Linked DNA regions of Sus scrofa: region 1 is linked to region 2. A link is a contact called in public Hi-C data. All regions are on one chromosome and are shown on one strand. Each heading gives the region's core, a stretch centred on a gene start, on an enhancer-like site or on the middle of the called end of the contact. The rest is flanking DNA. Distances are from core to core; before and after follow the strand shown. Region 1 overlaps NCF4 (neutrophil cytosol factor 4). Region 2 has its middle 21 kb from the start of TEX33.

Region 1 (5,706 bases), core at 2,306-4,805, 85 kb after region 2:
CAGTTTAGGAGTTCCCGTCGTGGCGCAGTGGTTAACGAATCCGACTAGGAACCATGAAGTTGCGGGTTCGATCCCTGCCCTTGCTCAGTGGGTTAACGATCCGGCGTTGCCGTGAGCTGTGGTGTAGGTTGCAGACGCGGCTCGGATCCCGCGTTGCTGTGGCTCTGGCGTAGGCCGGTGGCTACAGCTCCGATTGGACCCCTAGCCTGGGAACCTCCATATGCCTCGGGAGCGGCCCAAGAAATAGCAACAACAACAACAACAACAAAAAAAAAAGACAAAAAGACAAAAAGACAAAAAAAAAAAAAAGAATACAGTTTACTTTTTCATTTTGTTTTATTTCAGCTTTTATTATTGTATTGTATTCTTGAGTTGAGCTCACCTAGGCTAGCTTTTCTTTTTTTTTTTTTTAATTAAAGGATGGTTGATTCACAATGTCGTGTCATTTTCTGCTGTACAGCAAAATGACTCAGTCGAATATATGCATCTTTTTTAATATTATTTGCTTTGTTTTGTTTTATTTGTTTGTTTTTTCTTTGTATGGCCGCCCTGCAGCATAGAGAAGTACTCTGGCTAGCGGCCGAATCAGAGCCGCAGTTGCAGGCCTACACCACAGACACAGCAGCACCATATCCAAGCTGCATCTTCAACCTATGCTACAGCTTGTGGCAACGCCAGATCCTTAACTCACGGAGCAAGGCCAGGGTTCGACCCCACATCCTCACGGACACCATGTCAGGTTCTTAACCTGCTGAGCCACAGCAGGAACTCCTTAATATTCTCTATCATGTTCTATCCCAGGAGACTGGATATAGTTCTCTGTGCTATATAGTAGGACCTTAAAGATAATACATTTTGGAGTTCCCATCATGGCGCAGTGGTTAACGAATCCGACCAGGAAGGTTGCAGGTTCGATCCCCGGCCTTGCTCAGTGGGTTAAGGATCCGGCGTTGCTGTGAGCTCTGATGTAGGTCGCAGACTCGGCTCGGATCTGGCGTTGCTGTGGCTCTGGCGATTAGACCCCTAGCCTGGGAACCTCCATGTGCCGCGGGAGCAGCTCAAGAAAAGAACCCCTAGCCTGGGAACTTCCATTTGCTGCAGGCGTGTAGGAAGGAAAAAAGAAAAAAAAGAGAGTTGAGAGAGAGCTGGGACTTCCATTAAGGTGAAGCTCAGCCCTCCGAGGAGAGGGCATCGTTAAACTGGTGCCAGTGTCTTGGGGAGTGTTGGGCGGGGAGGGGACAGAGTTGCCCAGTGCAGCAGGTGCTGCCAGTGCTGGAAAAACTGCCACATGAGTTCATGGCTGTGAGAGGAAAGAATGGCCGTGGCCAGGGAGAAGCAGAGCCCCCGGAGTGAGGCTTATCAGAACAGCGAGGAAGAGGAAGGAGCAAGTCTCTTTTCCTCCCCCTCCCCCAGCCTCAGGGCGTCTCTCTTGTGTCCCCATCATCAGACACTCACAGGGAATCAGCTGACAGAGCAGAAATGTGGTTGAGAAGTCCCAGGTCCGACATCACAACAAAGCGGAATATAGAAGGATGGGTTTGGAGCTGAGAGACCATAGCTTGATAACCAGCCTAGGCGGATTATTGATATGGGGGGGAAGACGGAAACGGGGGCAGATGGGAAAGGAAGGGGCTGGGTTAGCCCAGAAAAAGGTGAATGTCACAGTGGATGCCAGTGAATTGTACACTTAAATGGAAAATTGTGTCCCATATATTTTATATACTTATCGTATATTTGAAGGAGACACAATTTTTAAAAATCTTCCCTACCCCAAAAAACCCACTGAAGTCCTAGGGTCAAGTTGATCAGGGAATTGCTTGGTTTTCTCAGAAAGCCACTGAGTGACATCCTTACAGATTTTTTTCTTTCTTTCTTTCTTTGTTTTTTTTTTTTTTTTTTTTTTTGTCTTTTTTCCTTTTCTAGGGCCGCTTCCCGCGGCATATGGAGGTCCCCAGGCTAAGGGTCGAATCGGAGCCGTAGCCGCCAGCCAGAGCCACAGCAATGCCAGATCCAAGCAGCGTCTGTGACCTACACCACAGCTCATGGTAACGCTGGATCCTCAATCCATGGAGCAAGGTCAGGGATCGAACCCACATGCTCATGGATATTAGTCGGGTTTGTTAACCACTGAGCCACGATGGGAACGCCTAAGTATATTTTAATCTTTGAACTATTCACCTGGTAGAAATTGATGCTTTCAGCTCACTAAAAAAAAAAAAGTTTACTTATTACCCCCAAATCATCCTATTTTCTTCTGAAAGAACTTCACTTTTTCCCTCCAGCAACAGATCTTAACACTTTTCAGCTGCTGATATTTTCTGACTTGTCAAATTTCATTGCCCTCCCCTCACTCTGCAGGGCCTGGTACTGGGTGCCAACAGACTTGAGATGTTCAGAGGAAACGGGGTGGGACAGCTGGCTTCATCCTCTGGCCACCCCTTCTCTGGGGCAGATGGCTTCCGCCTTCCCCAGAACAAGGGGACAGGTACCACCACTGATGGGCCACCACCAGGTGCCCTTCTGCTTCAGCTGCAGAAATGCTTTGTCTTTTTTGTATGACTTTGATCTCATCCATCCACGTTGGTCTGTTGTCTGGGAAGCCTCTGCCCCACCTCCCTCTCCCAAACCCACACACGCATCTCCAGAGGTTCTGTGCCCAGAGGTCACGGGGATTCAAGGATTCCCGCTGCCTGGCTTTCTGAGGTTAGAAGATTTCAGGATGGGGGCAGGGAGGGAGGGACTGCAGAAGCTGCAAAAGTGAATGTTGTTTCTCAAAGGCCCTCCTTTCCAAACAGGAAGGATGTAAGCTCGGGACCCAAATCACCAAACATCCTAAAACGGGTGTTATTTGGATCCAAGCGCACCCTGTTCCGTCTCAAAGGGGTGAAAAAGGTCAAATGAGCTTTACAGGAAAGTTCCTGGTGAATTCTCGACAGGCCTGAGAGGCAAAGACACAGCTTGCAAAGTCCACTGAATAGTAATAACCCCAGTCACGGGTACAAGCCCTGCGGGGATCCCTTTCTTCCTTGAGGGAACTATCACAGGACAGGTTGGACAAGGTCGGGCGGGAAATACGATCAGAGTCTCCGATTCCCTCCGGACCCAGCCAGCCTTCACTGCGCCCCCAATCCCTGCCAGACCACGGGGCCCAAGTCAAATGCTCAGAGTTGCTGTTACAGCTTGGTGACTTCCATGTGTGTCCCTGTATAACTGAATCACGTTATTGTATTTCATTTTTATTGCGTTGTAAAGTTATCACAACACTGTAACTCAACTAGACTTTGATACAACTTTAAACAAATGGGAAAAAAAAGCTTAGTGACTTTGTTTCAGGTTGTTTTTTTATTAAGTCTGCATTTTGGGGGTGGGTGTTGTGTGTCTAGCAATGTACAAGGTATAGTTCCTGATTTTTACAAATCTCTTGGACTAAGGGGGAAGGTAATTAATTATGAGCCCATTTTACAGGTGGGAAAACTGAGTCTCCTATCCATGTTACCCAGCTAAGGAAGTGATGGAGACAGGCCCATGTTTTCACCCACGGGGCCAAACGCCTCCCCTGCTTTCACTCTCCTCACCACTTCCTCCAGGGGGGCAGCCACTCCCCTTTCCTCCCCGCGCCCCCTCCCTTCCCAGCTGGGCACTCCTCTTCCTTCCTTTGTCCATTCCCTCTTGCTCCTAAAGACAAACCTCCAGACCAAGGCTATTGTGACGGTTTACTGCACTGGCTTTCGGGAAAATGGAACATTAACCAGCGCCTCAAAGGCGGAAAGTCCCAAAATTTACCGCCTGGGAAGAGAGTTCCAAGTCTGTCCCCACAACCGGCCTTATTTGGACTTCTGCCCTGGCCCCTCTCCTCCAAGGCCAGGCACACCAAGCCATAAGCCTCATTCGGCCCTATCTTTCAGCAAGACCCTACTTGGGTCACATCTATTGGCCACAAGAGTCAAGAAAACATATTAAGGTCATGTTCACGGATTGCCTATTGGTACAAGTCTCATTCTTTGAGTTTCATCTTCCTTCCCCACACTGATCTGTAAAGCTCCTTCTATCACATATTAAATACCACGTACCCATGTTCTTCCCGGGCTCTCCGTTCGGCTCTATGGCTAGATTGTCAATCCCTATGCCAGTATCACACCTTTTTCTCTTCCATTACAAGACATGGCAGGACAATAATTCCTGCTAAATTATTGGAATGATATTCATTCCAATGCCTCATCGCTTTAGTATCTTCAGGACTTTATTTATTTATTTGTTATTATTTTTTAATGACATTTTGTTGTTGTTGTCTTTTGTCTTTTTAGGGCTGCACCCGCAGCATATGGAGGTTCCCAGGCTAGGGGTCTAATCGGAGCTACAGCTGCCGGCCTACGCCACAGCCACAGCCACGCCGGATCCGAGCCACACCTGCGACCTATACCACGACTCACGGCAACGCGGGATCCTTAACCCACTGATGGAAGCCAGGGATCGAACCTGCAACCTCATGGTTCCTAGTCGGATTTATTTCCAATGCGCCACAGCGGGAACTCCTTCAGGACTTTATTTACTATTCCAAGCCCTTAACTCTTCTCTGCATTTTAGATGAAGTCTGCGGGACTCCAAACAAAACAGGAACAAAACATGGAAGCCTATGTCCTAACTGTCTAAAGCTCATGGCTGTCTGTGGGTCAGTGGGGAGAGCTGGCGTCACCGCAGACCGAGTCTGCATCAGCATTTGCCAGCAGTCATTTATCAGCATCCATCTAAATGTTGGCAGTCACGGAAACGGCACTTTGAAGACTGAACTCTTTCAGAAGTGATGGAGTCTTAGGCTCTGCGATTGTAGCAGACACACCGCCTGGAAAAACAATGTGTGTATCCTTGCTCGAAAATTCTTTGTACACGGGCTGTAATGCACAAATCCCACGAGGGAGCAATAAACGCTGCAACACTGCTTTCCAGTCGACGTTCAGGAAGGGGTTGTGCGTGAGCGATTCTCCAGGAAAGATGATAACATCGCAGGAGTGTTTTTTCCTCGTCCAGGATGCCTGCGCACCACTGGCACAAAGTGGTTGCTCATCAGGCAGAAAATATTTCCCGGGTTACCCCTCCCGTCCTGTTTGCCCGATAAGGGACACCACTTCTTATCTGAACTGAAAAGAGGTTGCCTGCCGCTTCACAATGGCTTTCTAAATGTCTCTGGCAAAATGTGTCTTGTGGCCCACGCCATCCTGGATCTAGGCAGGGATGGAAATTCTCGGAAATAAAGTACCAGCTTAGCTAAGTCAACCCAAGTCCAAAAATATGCTCACCTTTGTTTTTGTGGATCATTTATTTTTGAATCTCAGACTCTATTCCTCAAGGGCCGTTTTCCTTCTTCTCGAAGCATATACTTTAGAGATACTTTTAGTTCAGGGATCTTGTTAACAGATTTGGTTTGTATCCATACTTTTTTTTTGGCTTTTTAGAGCCACACTCACAGCATATGGAGGGTCCCAGGCTAGAGGTCTAATCAGAGCTATAGCCGCCGGCCTACACCACAGCCACAGCAACGCCAGACCCGAGCCACGTCTGCAACCCACACCACAGCTCACGGCAACGCTGGATCCTTAACCCACTGATGGAAGCCAGGGGACCGAATCCGAAACCTCGTGGTTCCTGGTTGAATTTGTTTCTGTGGTGCAATGACGGGAATTCCTGTATCCATGCTTGATTCATTTTGCC
Region 2 (5,777 bases), core at 2,892-5,391:
GGAGTGAAAACAGGTTTTACTCGGTAACCACAGACAGGAGAGAAAGAGCTGAGTCCATTCCGATTTCTGCAGAGGCGACAGGGCGGTTTAAAGGGAGAATGAGGAATGGGGAGTGGGGCGGGGATGGGGCTCAAGTGAAAACCTGCATAGGTTTGGGTCGTGTAAATGGGATGGGGGGGGGGTGGGGTGCCTGCTGGCTGGCAGACTTTTTTCTTTCTTTTTTTTTCTTTTTGTCTTTTGTCTTTTTAGGGCTGCACCTGCAGCATATGGAGGTTCTCAGGCTAGGGGTTCAGTTGGAGCTACAGCTGCTGGCCTACACCCCAGCCACAGTAACGCAGGATCCTTAACCCAGGGGTCCAGCTTGTCTCCTCATGGATACTACTAGTTGGGTTCCTAACCCTCTGACCCACAGTAGGAACTCCAAGGCAATATTTCAAGGAGCCCAGACTCTCGTGTCTTCCTGTACATAGAAAAGCACTAAATTCTTTAACCTGAGCGGTCTGGTTTTCTTTGATCAGTGGTAATATTTTAATGTTCCAACGACCTGGTGTTTTGCTGCAAAAACTCCTCTGTATCTTGGCTCCATCCTTGCCTCTTGGGAACAGGTTCTCAGCATTGTCTGTGGTGCCCTGTGCCAGCCTCAAAGTCCTCAGAATGTCTGCCAAATAAAGCCTAACTCTCATTTCTTAGGTTGGGCATCTTGCTCAGTGAACAAAATTCTGTCCTTCCACAGAGATGGGAGACAGAACTGTCCTCACTGGTGCTTGCCTTTGAAAAAGGGCTGGTTTTCCTCCAGGTCTTTTTTTTTTTTTTTTTTTTTTTTTTTTTTTTTTTTGTCTTTTTGTCTTTGTGCCTTTTCTAGGGCCACACCCGCGGCATATGGAGGTTCCCAGGCTAGGGGTCCAATTGGAGCTGTAACTGCCAGCCTTTGCCGGAGCCACAGCAACGTGGGATCCAAGCCGCATCTGCAACCTACACCACAGCTCACGGCAACGCCGGATCGTTAATCCACTGAGCAAGGCCAGGGATCGAACCCGCAACTTCATGGTTCCTTGTCAGATTCATTAGCCACTGAGCCATGACAGGAACTCCTCCTTCAGGTCTCTGGGACTGTGGGAGACGCATAGACGTCTCGAAGGTGTTGCAGGAAGGGGACCCTTTCCAGGGCCCGAGCCTGGGCTCTTGGCTAACCCTCAGAAATGAACTGGCCCAGGAGTCACACTGCCGACAAAGCAAAAAAGACTTTTATTGGGAGGGAGCGCCCGGGCGGGGAGCAGCAGGGCGAGGGACCTCAGGAGACCGGCTTTGCCACGAGGCTCGCAGCCTCAGGTTTTTTGGGAATGGGGCTAGTTTCCGGGTTGTCTCTGGCCAGTTGCCTTGCTCGGCCTGTATTTGGTCTGACTTGGGGACCTTCCTGGTGGCGCGTGCATCTCCCAGCCAAGATGGATTCCAGCGCAGGAGTTTCCATTGTGGCTCAGCGGTAATGAGCCCAACTAGTATCCACAAGGACGCAGGTTCAATCCCTGGCCTCGCTCAGTGGGTCAGGGATCTGGCATTGCCGAGAGCAGTGGTGTAGGTCGCAGACGCGGGTCAGATATGGCGTTGTGGTGGCTGTGGTGTAGGCCGGCTGATGTAGCTCCAATTTGACCCCTAACCTGGGAACTTCCATATGTTGTGGGTGTGGCCCTGAAAAGACTGAAAAAAAAAATGAATTCCAGCGCCAAGGATGCTGGGAGGTTGGCTGTCTCCTCCCTCCTGCTGGCCCCTCCCAAACCCTCCCAGTTAGTTTTTGGGGCGGCAGCGTGGTCCTTATCAGGGCCTCCCGTTGTGTGACAACTCATGCAAGTGGCTATTATCTTATGCGGTTGGCTGAAGGTGGGCGTTTTGGGTCAATGGTTCCCTAGCAAAGGGAGAGAGGAGGGATTTGTAAGGGCAAGACCTTTCTGGAAAACACTCTAAGAACGGGGAGGGCAGGGCCCTAGGGTCTGGTGTTGGCTGCAAAGATAAGTTAATTCTCTTGGCAGCTTGAGCTTTCTCAGGCCGGCATTTCAGGGAGAGGCCTGCGGTCATCTTACGGGCAGAGACTTTTCGCTGCGAGAAGGGCAGATGCAAGAGTTTGGTCAAGTCTCTTAGTGCAGGGGGTTCATCCGGATTCATTACACACTGAGACTGCAGCCGAAACCCCACCTCTGGACATGCGCACGGATCACGTCTCCGAGTCATAGTTTTGCATGAAGCAGAGAGAATTGCTTTATTGCTTTGCCAGACAAAGGAGGCCACGGCAAGCTAAGGCCCTCAAAACCGTGTCCTCCCTTGAGAGGGGATGACAAGGGGTCTTAAAGGTTTAGCTTGAAAAACAGCGTTATGGATAAAGATTAGGGGGGCTACATTCTTCTCCCTCCACTGATCATTTCAAAGTCATCAAGGCTGGAGTCACGTGGTCTGGCGGTGGTTTCTGGGGGCCTTCGGGTTATCCGACCTTGACCTTTCCTCGGAAATGAAGATGGCTTACAAAGGGAAGAGGGTGTTGGGGAGTGTTTCAGGGAAAAGAAAACCCTAGGTGTGATGTAACTCTAACTAGAAAGCAGTCATCAGGAAAAGAAAGCCATTAAGCGAGGAAGCGATCATTTGTGAAAAGCCGGTTAGAGTGAGTTAGTAGGACAAGGTAAGGACTAGTTTTTAGCTGTAACAAGAGTTCTGCCAGGGACTGGACTGGCTTCAGCTATTTTTTGCTTTGTCTCTTTTTTTTTTTTTTTTTTTTTTTTTTTAGGGCCACACCCACGGGAATATGGACGTTCCCAGGCTAGGGGTTGAATCGGAACTGCAGCTGCCGGTCCACACCACAGCTACAGCAAGGCCAGATCCAAGCCATATCTGTGACCTACACCACAGCTCATGGGAATGCCAGGATCCTTAACTCACTGAGCAAGGCCAGGGATTGAACCCAAGTCCTCGTGGATACTAGTCAGTTTTGCTACCGTTGAGTCATGACGGGAGCTGCTCTGGCTGCACCTGTTATAAGTGGTACCGAGGAAGATCAGCCCATTTATCCTTCCCCAGCAGCCTGAGTCAGAGACTGAAAGTCCTGCATCCTGGGATATGGAAACCTGACCTCTCTCTCTCTCTCTCTCTCTCTCTCTCACACACACACACACACACACACACAAATACACCATCATGGACACACACAGTCACCTGAGCAAATGCATACGCACGGAGGGCTGAACATCAGCGTGACACCTACACACAAATATATGAGAGATAAAGTACCGCCTGCCATATCAGTGAGCAAAGGATGTCACAGTCATTAGCGATGGCAGCCCCCTCGGAGCTAATAGTTAATATTCTGTACCTACTACCTGCCCTTTGTTGCAAGACTCTTCTGTATCCTAGCTTCCACCTCAGCTCCTCCGGGAAGTTTCTCAGAGCTGTCTGAAATGCTGCCACCCAGGATCTAGTCCTCATTTTGCCCCAAATAAAACTTAACTCACAACACTCACCTTGTGCAACCTAGGCAGTCACACAGCGTCACGCTCAGAGGGGCCCCCAAGCGTGTTTAATGATCTACTGCCTCGCTTTTGAAGTGCTTAGTCATTTTTTTTTTTTAGGGCCACACCTGTGGAAGTTCCCAGGCTAAGGGTCGAATCAGAGCTATAACTGCTGGCCTACACCACAGCCACAGCAATTTTTTTTTTTTTTTTAAAGGGCCACACTTGAGGCATATGGAGGTTCCCAGGCTAGGGGTCGAATCAGAGCTACAGCTGCTGGCCACAGCTACAGCCACAGCTACGCAGGATCCGAGCCACGTTTATAATCTACACCACAGCTCACAGCCATGCCAGATCCTTAACCCACTGAGCGAGGCCAGGGATGGAACCCACAACCTCTTGGTTCCTAGTCGGATTTGTTTCCACGGCACCACAACGGGAACTCCAGCCACAGCAGTTTTTGCACAGATACACACACAGGTGTTCTCTGTCTCATTGTCTTCCTCTTTCCTCCCATCTTGTCTTCACACTGGAACTGCCCACAAAGCTCCAACCTCAGCCCTGAAATCAAAAGACTGAGAATGAAAACTGGAGACTGAGGGGCAGCCCCTGCAGAGGGGATCTAGTCATGTCAGACACTGACCTCTAGGTGGCAGCACCAAGCTGGGCCAAGCCTTAGCTCAAGGCGGGAAGGAAAGCGGACTGGGACAGGAGGGGCAAGAGGGAGGAGGGGGGTGAAGGGGAGGAGGGGGGAGGAGGGGGGAGGAAGTGGGTGCCACTGAGTGCTTCCCTAATCACGCCTCTTCCAGAAAGCTCAGAGAGTTCCCAAAGTAGCAGATTCTCTGAGGGATTGCCCATTCCATTCTTCTGTGCCTATACTTTCATCCAATTCATTTTTTTCCTGTTCACTTTCGTATTTTTCTTTTTGTTGTTGTTTCTTAAAATCTTCTGATTACAGGAGTTCTCCTGTGGCACAGCAGGTTAGGGATCTGGGGTTTTCACTCCAGTGACTTGGGTCACTGCTGTGGCTTGGGTTTTATCCGTGGCCTGGAAACTTCCACACACCCCAGGTGCTTGGCCAAAAAACAGAGAAATAAATAAAGATTTAAAAAAAAAAAAAAACAAAGTTAAAAAAGCTTTCTGCTTCAAATGCAACACATTTTATTGTAGAAAACCACACATACAGGAAAGTAAAAATCAGCTACGACTTGGCACTTGTTTTTTCCCAGCCTTGCCTGAGTCATGTGGAAGTTTCCAGGCCAGGGATTGAACCCAAGCCATGACAGCAACCTGAGCCACTGCAGTGACAAATGCTGGATTCTTACTCTGCTGCACCACAGTGGGAACACCTCGACATACATTCAGGGTTTTTTTTTTTTTGGCTTTTAGGGCTGCACTCTCAGCATATGAAAGTTCCCAGGCTAGGGGTCTAATTGGAGCTACAGCTGCCGACCTCCGCTACAGCCACAGCGACACAGGATCCGAACCTCGTCTGCGACCTACACCACAGCTCGCGGCAGTGCTGGATCCTTAACCCACTGAGTGAGGCCAGGGATTGAACCCAAGTCCTCATGGATACTAGTCGAGTTTGTTTCTGCTGAACCGCAATGGGAACTCCCTCGAGACACATTCTTCAACTTACCTTTTCACTTAATATGACTTGGTCATGTTTTCGACCATCATGTATAGACAGATCTGCCTCTGCTTTTAATCATTTGGAATCTAATATTCCTAAGTCTGATTTTTGCATAACTTGGGTAGTCCATTCATTGAATGGTCCTCAGTCAGTGGGTGCAAACACGAGGCAGTTTTGTTTTCTCCCATTGTGTCATCCCCACCGGGCTCCGTGGACTCCCCTTCACATCCCTTAATGATGTCTCCAGCTTTCTGATCATTGTCAATCTTTTTTTAAATTATTATTATTTATAACAGCTGCACCTGCGCATATGGAAGTTCCCAGGCTATGGGTTGAATTGGAGCTGCAGCTGCCAGTCTATGCTGCAGCCATAGCAACGCCAGATCCAAGCCACATCTGTGGACTCCACAGCAGCCCATGGCAACACCAGCTCCTTAACCTAATGAGTGGGGCCAGGGATCGAACCCTCATCCTCATGGATACTGGATGGGTTCATTACCACTGAGCCACAAAGGAAACTCCCCGACCATTGTCCATCATTTTATTTTATTTTATTTTATTTTGTCTTTTTGCCATTTCTTGGGCCGCTGCTGCGGCATATGGAGGTTCCCAGGCTAGGAGTTGAACCAGAGCTATAGCCGCCAGCCTACGCC

What was found. A called contact is a pair of places that touch in the nucleus more often than the background predicts.
Region 1: a contact with region 2 is called in a Hi-C map of fetal liver, with 2.0 times the contacts expected there. The contact joins two enhancer-like sites. A contact is called at or near these places in 1 of 5 promoter capture datasets (liver), 26 of 47 Hi-C or Micro-C datasets (adipose tissue, alveolar macrophages, blood and 14 more) and 1 of 2 datasets of contacts at active chromatin or transcription factors (alveolar macrophages).

What each region holds. Positions count from the first base shown.
Region 1 is chr5:10,871,621-10,877,326 of Sscrofa11.1, forward strand. NCF4 (neutrophil cytosol factor 4) reads right to left here. Exons shown (of 12, transcript XM_021091535.1): 12 at 4,527-5,706. Among named protein-coding and RNA genes, the nearest start is that of CSF2RB, 34 kb to the left of the region's middle. Within about 2 kb of position 3,556, at least 9 of the 83 cell types and tissues checked have an H3K27ac peak or open chromatin away from gene starts, as enhancers often do. A contact at or near this core is called in alveolar macrophages, fetal liver and liver, where this site is marked.
Region 2 is chr5:10,786,115-10,791,891 of Sscrofa11.1, forward strand. No RefSeq gene overlaps it. Among named protein-coding and RNA genes, the nearest start is that of TEX33, 21 kb to the left of the region's middle. Within about 2 kb of position 4,142, at least 15 of the 83 cell types and tissues checked have an H3K27ac peak or open chromatin away from gene starts, as enhancers often do. A contact at or near this core is called in alveolar macrophages, fetal liver and liver, where this site is marked.